2 separate regions of the Sus scrofa genome follow, and region 2 is linked to region 1. The links are chromatin contacts, called in public HiChIP or PLAC-seq maps. All regions are on one chromosome and are shown on one strand. The core of a region is the stretch at or near the end of the contact, and the rest is flanking DNA. Distances in the headings are between cores, read along the strand shown. Region 1 has its middle 290 kb from the start of KLF4. Region 2 has its middle 39 kb from the start of TRNAE-UUC.

What was found. HiChIP or PLAC-seq counts read pairs in DNA pulled down with a chosen protein or histone mark.
Region 2: an H3K27ac HiChIP or PLAC-seq map of alveolar macrophages shows a contact between it and region 1. The contact joins two enhancer-like sites. A contact is called at or near these places in 1 of 47 Hi-C or Micro-C datasets (embryonic fibroblasts) and 1 of 2 datasets of contacts at active chromatin or transcription factors (alveolar macrophages).

Annotation. Positions count from the first base shown.
Region 1 is chr1:248,893,513-248,898,597 of Sscrofa11.1, reverse strand. No RefSeq gene overlaps it. Among named protein-coding and RNA genes, the nearest start is that of KLF4, 290 kb to the right of the region's middle. Within about 2 kb of position 2,442, at least 9 of the 83 cell types and tissues checked have an H3K27ac peak or open chromatin away from gene starts, as enhancers often do. A contact at or near this core is called in alveolar macrophages, where this site is marked.
Region 2 is chr1:249,572,754-249,577,838 of Sscrofa11.1, reverse strand. No RefSeq gene overlaps it. Among named protein-coding and RNA genes, the nearest start is that of TRNAE-UUC, 39 kb to the right of the region's middle. Within about 2 kb of position 2,223, at least 5 of the 83 cell types and tissues checked have an H3K27ac peak or open chromatin away from gene starts, as enhancers often do. A contact at or near this core is called in alveolar macrophages, where this site is marked.

The DNA of each region.
Region 1 (5,085 bases), core at 1,193-3,692:
TCATTTCTTCATGATGTTCCCATTAAAAGGATTTTGCAAGCAGCTTGAGGGCCAAATCCATGACTTGTTCATCTGGAATCTCCCATCCACATGCTGCTTCTGGCACAGAACAAAGCCTGAAAATGTTTATTGAAGTGCGGTTATTAGGTTATTCAAATCTTATAGAATATAATAATTTTAATGAATGTTCATATAGGGCTTCTTAGGTGCCAGGTACTGCTCTAAGTGTTTTAGAGACGGTGACTCATTTAACCCTCTGAGGAGCTTTCGGGGGAGGGACCGGTATTATCCCAGTTTTACAGAGAAGGAAAACGATGTACAGGCAGGTTTAATGACTTGCCCAAGATCACTCAGCTCCCAAGAGGCCAGGCCAAGGTCTGAGCCCAGGAGCCTGGCTCCTAGAGCCTATATTCCCAGCCACTATGCTACACTGCCTCCTGGGGTGTGGTGCTCTGTCAAGTAAATGGGCTGTCGGGGGTCCAGCGGCGATTCTGCCACGTCCTTGAGTGCACGCAGCTTCCTGCCCCTTTCCCAGCATCCAAGCCTTCACCAGTAACACAGGGGCACTGGGCTAGATTTTTGGGGGCCTCCCAGGCCTTCTGTGTAGGCTCTGTCTTTATAGCTGGGCTAAGCCAAACGTTGACCCTTTTATGACACAAGCTTTTATGGCCCTCTGCAAAGAGCTTAATGAGGACTTTCAAAGGTTATTGAGGACCCAATGTCCTGGGCCTAACTAAAATCTGTACACCAGACTGCAGCATTCATCTCAAGTCATTTGCCCCAGAAACACAGGCGGAGTGGTGTCTGCTGCCAGAGGTGGTGGCAGCCTGAGCTGTGACAGTGAGCAGGAGATACCAGAGGGCCTGCCCAGCACAGCCCAGAACCAGGAATTGCTAGGGAACGGGGAGGCGAGGGTGATGCGAGAGCGCTGTGAGCCAGCATCGCCCCGGGATCTGGCTTTGAGGAAGGATCCTCATCCTGTGGTCCTGGCCAGCTAGAGACCATTTTCTGGGACCGCTCAGATCTCTGCAAGGGATTCCCTGGGGACCCAGTGTTCCAGTCCACGCTGCTGCTTCTTGACACCAAGTGCTTGCCCTGCCTGCACTCCTTGTCCAGCCAGAAGAGAGCAGGAGGGCCGATAACCCCAGAGTGATCTCTTGAACCCCTTTTCATTTCCATAATGCAAAGCCAGGCATCAGCGAGGACCCTGGCAGGATGGATAGACACGTTTCTCCCCTCCAGAGGGCCACGGGCAGGAGCTTTTCCACTTAAAAAAGGGACCCAAGGAGGGGTGCGAGGGGCCTGGCGCGTAGAGAAGCAACAGGCCAGGAAGAGGCTACAAATTGGATCCCTCCAGCCGGAGCTGCCAGCAGCTGGCTCTGGTGCCTGAACTGACTGCCCCATCAAAAGCCAGCACAGGGGAGAGTCAGTGAAAGGTAAATGCCTTCCATTTGTTCTGCTCTGTGGTGCTATTAGTAGCACACGGAAAGAATTTGGGTGTCAGATTTTTATCCCGAAAACCTCACTCAGATAACGGGGCATTTTGCTTCCATAGCAATCTGCTTCTGATAGGATTTCCCTTGTGTTTAGAAAGCTCTCCTGCATCAAGCCTCACCTAAGCACAGCTTCCATTTCCTTCCTCCCATTCTCCTTCATCCCTTCTCTCTCCTACCTTGACAACCAGGGCAGCTGCAGTTTCCCAAGCCCCCAGCCCCGCCCCGACCCTTGGCACTTCTTAAGGACTCCCGAAATCACCATCATCATGCCCCCCAGAGATGAGGCTCTGCAGGTTCAGAGAAGCAAAGTCACTGACCCAGATTCACACAGCTGGTTGGTGGCAGCTGGAGGGAGGGTCTTGCTTGAAGCCACAAGGTCCCACCCCACCACGGGCTTCAGGACCTCCCCAGAATCATGGTGTTGCACCTGAGCTGCTCCAGCGTATAATCTCTCACTACAGATGTGTTTATACCGGTTTGGGGACATTTTTAAGTAGTTTTGGAAGCTCCTCTAAAACATATCTAACCTTCCCTGAAAAGGGAGTGTTTCTAAATTGAGCACGGAGTCAGAGTTTGGGGCCGTCACTGTTATTTGGTAGATGGTGGGGATTTGATTATCCTCTTGTTCTTTCACTCGGTATCACTGAGAACTTGCTGCATCTACTTCAAGGGAATAAAATGATACCAGAATAGATTTATGGAAAATGAAAACAGGAACTGGCCAAGTCAACGCTATTTCACAATTATTTGCTAAAGGAGTTTGCAACACTTGGATTTAGTTGCTTTATCGCTTTTTTTTTTTTTTTTCTTGTTCTGTTTCAAATGAATGATTAGTCTGAATTTAAGACATTTTGAACTTGCTCGAATGCCACGTGCCCAGAGGAGGAGGGAAGGAGAACTCTGTGAAAAATCCAAGGATTGGCAACTTGCACGAGGTCTGTTCTGCTCCGGTTCTTCCCTTAGTTACAGGGAAGCTAATTTCTCTGTAACCTCAAGGAGCTCAAGCTGCCTCTTTAGAGAACAGAAAGAACAATAACCCCTTTTAAGGAGAAGTTACTCCAGCTAAGGTGTAGGGGCTGGGCCTCTGCTTTTTATTCTGGGGACCAGCCTTTGAAACATCTCTGAAACTCAGCATCATTCTCTCTGAGCCCAGGCCATATCTACCAAAAAGGCTGCTGAGAGACGGATCTATCCCATGTAAGGCAAGTACGGGAAAGTGCTTGAAATTCTGGGCAACCTCATGAAGGGCCCTGGTCATTAGAACCAGCGTCACGGTCATGATCCAGAATATAATTTGATGTGTGGGCACAACCCTGACGGCACCTCCTATGTTTACATGAAATCATTTCAGCGGAACTAATTTTAATCTAGTCCTGGCAAATATATCATCTATGTTCATTTTTATGAGTGACTCCAGCAGTTTGTGATGACTCAGTCAAGGGCTTGGCTTAAGCTGACCTTTGGAACTTAAGGGGGGAAAAAAGACTCACTTTGTCATTCATTTATTCGTTCAACAAACCCTGAGTGCTTTCTGCAAAGAAGCTCAAACAGAAACCTCAGGATAAGGAAGAACTTAAGCATTTTAGAGGCACCATTTACACAGGCTTTACGCGTGTTAAATATCCATGTACCCAAACTGGGTGGGAAGTCGCTCTGCAAACTCTGATGGTCGTAGAAAGGTGAGGTACTCACTTTATAAATTATTTTGACCTCTTCCTTAAAGCAGGTCCTAGAGATGCCTCTCCCTCAGCTTTTGATCACCTAATTTAGGTCTGCACGAAGAGTTTAAAGCTGTCAAGCATGTTTTAAAGCCTGTGTGCCACATTCACTGTAACGTATCTATTTCTGTGTCGACTTTCTCCAATTCTTTGGAAGCAGTTAGATTTTACATCAGTTGTAGATGGAGTGGAAGATGGGACCTCAAAGATGCCCAAAGACCGTTTCCAGGGAGGATACCTGGAGACTAATGATTGACCTCTTTTGCAATGGCCTGAGGTTCCTGGAGGGGTCTCAGTTGGTCCTTCTGGGGGTTGACTCTTCTTAGAAGATTCCGTTCTACCCTGACTTTTTCCACCTCAGCCTGCACGGACCTTTTTAGGTAGGTCTCTGGCGCCCCATGAGGCTTCCTCTCGGCTGCCTGGGCTTCTCCCCATCCTGTCTGCTTCCTGAGTGAGGGCAGGGATGCACTGGGAGAAGCTTCCAGATGCTGGGAGTCCTGCTCTTCAGATGGGTACTCCAGAGCTTGGGAAAATGCTCTTCCCTGAAAAGAAACGGAGAGCATAAAGGGGGCACACAACTTTCTAAGTCTGAGCAGGAGACAATGGACACAGAAGAAAGAAAGCGCTTGTTCTTTGGGATCATACAGCAGGGCACTTACACAGAGTTGTCATCTGACAGTTCAAGCCACTTAACCCCTGTTAGCCTCAGTTTCTTCATCTGTAAAACGGGGAGGATAATAACTCTTACAGGTTTATTGGGGAGGTGAAATGAAATCACTGTTTTCTGTAAGACAGCAGGCACTCTGTCTGTGTGGAAGAGTGGGCCTGTAAATAACAGCGCCGTGGCCCATCACAGGCTCAGTCATAAGTACTAATGCAAGCCTGGGGCATCATGAGCCGCTGTCTCTTCCAAAGCATTAGGGACAATGGCATTTTGTGAAGAAGTGTCCTGCTCTGGCCCTTTCCTCCGCCTCCCTGCCTGTCTTCTCAACTCCAAAGCTTATTCAAGGAGTTCCCGTCATGGCTCAGTGGTTAATGAATGCCACTAGCATCCATGAGGATGCGGGTTCGATCCCTGGCATTGCGCAGTGGGTTAAGGATCTGGCGTTGCCATGAGCTGTGTTGTAGGTTGCAGACATGGCTTGGATCCCGCGTTGCTGTGACTGTGGTGTAGGCCAGTGGCTACAGCTCTGATTAGACCCCTAGCCTGGGAACCTCCATATGCTGCGAGTGCAGCCCTAGAAAGACAAAAAAAAAAGACAAAGCTTATTCAAGACATCATCTGCCTCCCCCCCAGGAATCTCCTCCCTGTCTTCTTTCTGCTGTCCCATGCCAAGTTCTCGTCCAAAGGTCATCAGATAAGCCCCCCCACCCCCCACCCCCCCCCTGCCCTGGCCATTGTTCCCAGTGAGCTTGTCTCCCTTGGGTGCCCCAGCTCAAGCCCTGGGCTGCAATACTGCTTCTTTACTGGTCTTTCGGCCTCTGACTCTTCTCCCATCCCATCCCCTCCATTCTACAACCCACAGATCTTATCAAGCCTCCTATTTATAACCTCTGGATTGGGGTGCATGTACCCCATGGGTGGTCAGGCTGATGCCCTGAGTACAAAAAGACACATGTTGGCACTTTATTTACACGTATTTTATATCTCATTCATTTTCATTTCTGTGCATGTGTATATTTTACATGTTGAGCTAAATACCATTTACTGAGCCCTTCCTAGGTGCCAAATCTCCTGGCATTTATTCTCTTAACTCACATAATCAACATTGCAACTGTAAGTTATCACTTCCATTTTAAAGATGGCAAAACTGAGGCACAGCTATATTAAGTAACTTACCTGAGGTCACACAGCCCGTAAGTGGCTGAAC
Region 2 (5,085 bases), core at 974-3,473, 680 kb before region 1:
GTGAGAAGAGAGGGATTACGATGATCAGATGAGAATGAGTGTCTGTGTGGACATAGTGCTGTTCACTGTATCAAGTTAAGGCTTCATGTAAATCCTGCCACATTTGCTTCTTGCTTTTCGCAGTGAGACATTATTTCTTTACAAATAGAGACCAGATTCATGTTACAGAGCTTACTGCCGTCCCAGCCGTGTCCTGATTTGGCCACCTCTGGGGCTCCCCCAGAGCTAGGCAAGGGCTCCAGGCTGCTCACTACTGACTGGTTGGCAGAAGCTGGTCACTGTTTTAGAGGCACTTTTCTGATCTTGTTAGTGGCGAGTCCCATGGGGTGCAATTCCCCCTGGTTTCATGTAGTGTTGCAATCGAAACTATTGAATCTCAAAATGGAATATAATTAAGGCTGGGTTAATAAAGTGTGTTCCACTCATAGCCAGTAAAGGGTGTCATGTTTCTCCTTGCCGCTTTAGGCAAGGAAACTTAATCTCCAGCTTTGTCAGGGCAGACTGAATCAGAGGTGTGTCATCCAGCGGAAAGCCTCTTGTTTTACTTGTTGCAGTCACTACATGGTCAGCCTCATTTCATTGGGTTTGTACTGAGCACAAAGAATCCAACCTGTGGCTGATGCTGAAGGAGAGGCCTTTGTGTAGGAGGAATTAGGAACTTTTGCTCTCTGCTGGGCTCTGAAAACCATCCAGGAGGAGGGACCTCTACAGTACAGAAGTCCATGGGAGCGCAGGGATGGAAAACTGTGAACAAAATGTAGCTTCCAGTGAAATCTTCTTAGTCCCCATCATGGCTTTCTTGTGATTTGAGTCCTTTCCTTTCACTTTTTCTTCCACTACTCATTTTTCAGGCTTATCTGATATCTCTAAGTAGAGATTGTTAATGGTTTTTAGTGCTCTCACAGCACTGGAGACTACTGTATCATAAATATTTAACCATTGTGGCCACTTTGTTTCTTAAGGCTTAGTCTCTGTGCTGAGCACTGGTGTATGTTATTTAGCACAGTCCCCCTGACAACCCCTGTATTACAGATGAGGAACCTGAGGCTCAAAGAAGATAAATTTCCCAGGGTCATATAGTGAATTTATTCATTCAACAGATGTTTATTCAACACCAATTATGTGCCAGGCCCCTGAAGACACATCCCTGAACAAACAGCCAAAAGATACTTGTCCTTATAGAGGTAAATTATATAGTACCTTAGAAGGAGATAAGTGCCATAGGAAAATGCAAATGTGAGACTGAGCAGGAATTTGAACCCAGGTCTCCTAGATCTCCTTTGCACCAGCCATGCTCTTAAGCACTCAGCTATATTGCTTATAATTCTTGGATCTTGTAATTTTCTACTTACGTCCGGCCTTCTCTTAGACTGTACATTTTTCTGGGGCAGGACCTTTCCTTAATCAGTTTCCTATACTGGCACATAGCTCAATGCCTGGCGTGGAGTCAGCATTCAGTGAATGTTTGCCCAGTGTGTGAATAAGAGAGTGACCATATGATGATACAAGAACCTATGAGAAAGCAGTAATTTCCCAGGAGTCTGGCCAGACCTGAAGGCTGGGCTGTGCCACAAATATTTCCTGTTACCCTAGGCAAGTGTTGGAGCCCACAAAATCTGCAGAATGGGAAAAACGTAATGACTGTTCTTGACTTCCTTATATATTTATCATGAGGATTAATGAGACAGTGCTGCTCAAAGACTTCATTTTCTTTGAAGACAAGGATTTGTGTTTTTTTGGTGGTGTGCTCATTGTTTAGAATTCCATCAAGGACCTGGCATGGTATTTTCAGGAGGGATTGGTCCCAGAGAAATAAAATTTGTTTTACTGACAAGTTTTCTAAGGTTTTACGAGCTGCCTCTTTCAGGCTGTGGACCTATGTGGAGGTTTGCTACCATTTGAAGCAACTGTGAAAATGTATTTTTCCTCCTTTGCCAAAGTAGGCTCTAAATCAGTTCAAAGCCAAATTTCCATGAGTGTTTCACTCCTATTGTAGAAGTAATTTTTTTTTTTTTTAATCTGAGTGAAATTCCAATTGTTGGCTCTAAAATGGCAGCAGTTGGAATGCCTGTCAGTCAAGTGCCAAGTATAAGTAACCAAGAAAGGAGGGCTTGGATCCGTGTTCTCTAGGAAAGAAGGACTCTGCCATTGGGTGGTAGAATAGAAAATGGGAAATCCCAGGAGTGTCAGAATAGCATGACAACTAAACAGGAAGGTTTGGTTTAATTCTCTTTTGTTGCTGACGAGTCAGCGCCCCAAACCTGTCCAGTCACTCCCATATGTAGCATGCAGGAGGAGGCCCTCTTGGTATTTCCCTGTTCACCTGACTCTGTGTCCTTAAGCATAATGAACTCAGTTAACTAAAAGCATTGCCAAGATTATATTTGACACTGGTAAATAGGTCAGCACTGTAGCATTTGCCTGATATGGACAATATGCTTTCTTAGGAGTGGAGAACTATTTCCTGGTGGGGAAAATCCCTAGTATTACTTAGCAAAGACAAGTAATAAGAGTTTAGATTTCTCTGGTATCTCTTCTCCAAGGGTTCAAAGGCCTTCCTTTTATTTTAGTTACCTCTGTAGTTCTGTTTTGAAGGCAGAAGCAGGTATTTTGGAGAAAGGAAAACTGAGGCACATTTTATTGAATTGACCCACTTCATGTTGATATTGGCTTGGCTCAAGTTCAAACTTCCTGCCTGATACAGCAGTCGTTAATCAACTTAAAGTAGGCACTAAAGATCTTTTATCTATCAAGTAGGCTTATACTAGATACTATATATATGGTAGCTTATGTAATAAACAGTATTATTGCTATTTGCTAGTTTAATAGAGTATCTAAATCGACAAGCAACTTGCTATGCCACTGCTTATATACTGTTGTATCCAAGTTCAATGTCTTTGCCTACATCAAGATGCCTTCTTTTACCAATAGAAAGAGCTGAAGTAGATGTTTCTCCAAAGAAGACATACAAATGGCCAATAGACACCTGAAAAGATGCTCATCACCTCTAATTAGTAGAGAAATGAAAATCAAGACTACAATGAGGTACCACCTCACATCATTCAGAATGGCCCTCACTGAAAAGTCTTCAGGAGTTCCCATTGTGGATCAGCAGGTTAAGAACTTTACTGGTATTCATGAGGTTGCAGGTTCAATCCCTGGCCTCGCTCAGTGGGTTAAGGATCTGGCATTGCTGCAAGCTGCTGTGTAGGTTGCATATACGGCTCGGATCTGGTGTTGTTGTGGTGGCTGTGGCACAGGCCGGCAGCTGCAGCTCCGATTTGACCCCTAGCCTGGGAACTGCCATATGCCACAGGTGCAGCCCCCCCCCCCCAAAAAAAAGTCTGCAAATAATAGATGCTGTAGAGGATATGGAGAAAAGGGAACCCTTTCACAATGTTGATAAGAATGTAAACTAGTGAAGCCCTTTGGAGAACAGTACTGAGATTCCTTTAAAAACTAAAAATAGAGTTGACAGATGATCTAGCGATCCCACTCCTGGACATAAACCCAGACAAACCTGTAATTCAAAAAGACACATGTACCCTTATGTTCATAGATAGCAGCACTATTTACAATAGGCAAGACATGGGAACAATCTAGTGTCCATTGACAGATAAATGGATAGAGAAGATGTGATACACACACACACACACACACACACACACACACACACACACACACACACACACACACACACACACACACCAGAATACTAATAGGCCATAAAAAAGAATAAATTAATGCCCTTTGCAGCAACATGGATGGACCTAGAGATTACTAAATGAAGTAAGTCAGAAAGAGAAAGGCAAATACCATATGGTACCACTTTTATGGGGAATCTAAAATATGACGCAAATGAACTTATCTATGAAACAGAAACAGGTTCGTAGACATAGAGAACAGATTTGTGCTTGCCAAAGGGGAGGGAAGAGGGGGGAGGGATGGGAGTATGAGATTATCAGGTGCAAACTGTTACATACAGAATAGATGAACAACAAGATCCTACTGTATAGCACAGGGACGTTTATTCAATATTCTATGATAAACCATAATAGAAAAGAATATTTTTTAAAAGGATGTATATATAATTGAATCATTTTTCTGTATAGAAGAAATTAACACATTATAAGTCAGCTATATGTCAATAAAAGGAAAAAAAAGAATTAGCTCTGCTTCTCTCAAAGCTATAATGTTGTCTAGGCTTGGGTTGAGATGTGGGTGCCCCAGACAACTAATTTGACATTTACTCCTATCATTGTTCAAAATATTGAATGATTTATTCTAGTGGAAGAGGAGAGAAATTGGTTTTTATTAAATTCCTTTCTCTTTATGTTTAAATTTAAAATGAGGAATCTATTACATGCATTGATGATAACATTTCAATGTATTTGTCATAGCTGTCCAGTTCACAGTTTTTCTTACCCTTATAATTGTGAAGTATAATTCACACTCAGAAGGATATAGGTCACTTCCAAGAATATAGTTGCATAGTCTCATTCAAAAGAAGTTTAAAAATTGCTTTTCCTAGTTTGCCTTTCAGCAAAAATTTCCCAGTTTGCTGTTTATTACTCTTGTTCTCTTTTCAGCTTTTTTTGTATGATTTATTGAATCAGATAGCTTCTTGGGAAAACTATTTAAGAGGTTAAAATTTAAATATGACACAAAACCACTTATTGCCAGTAAATAGCATGACCCTCCCAGGTACGGTTTGGTTTCAGATTTTCCTCTGGCTTCCAGGAACAACCAGTTCCTGGTCTCAGTCTTGGTGGCCTATACTTATTGCACTGAACAATTCCATCTTAAAACTAGCCAACAGAGACGGAGACCCCAGTGAGCAGTGGTTAAAAACTTTCTAATTGAGGCTGCTCTCTGTATAAATAAAAATAGACCTAAGTTCAGTTGTACCAATTATGTAAATGGAAACCAGAGGTAACTGCCACTGTTTTTTTTTATTTCTTCCTGTGATTTTAAAAATTTGTGGTGGCCACTTCTGTTTGCATGCTTTGTCTCATCTCTCCTTCATGTATACCTAGGAGGACTTCATATTCCAGTCTTCTTGAAGTTAGGTGGGGTATTGACGAG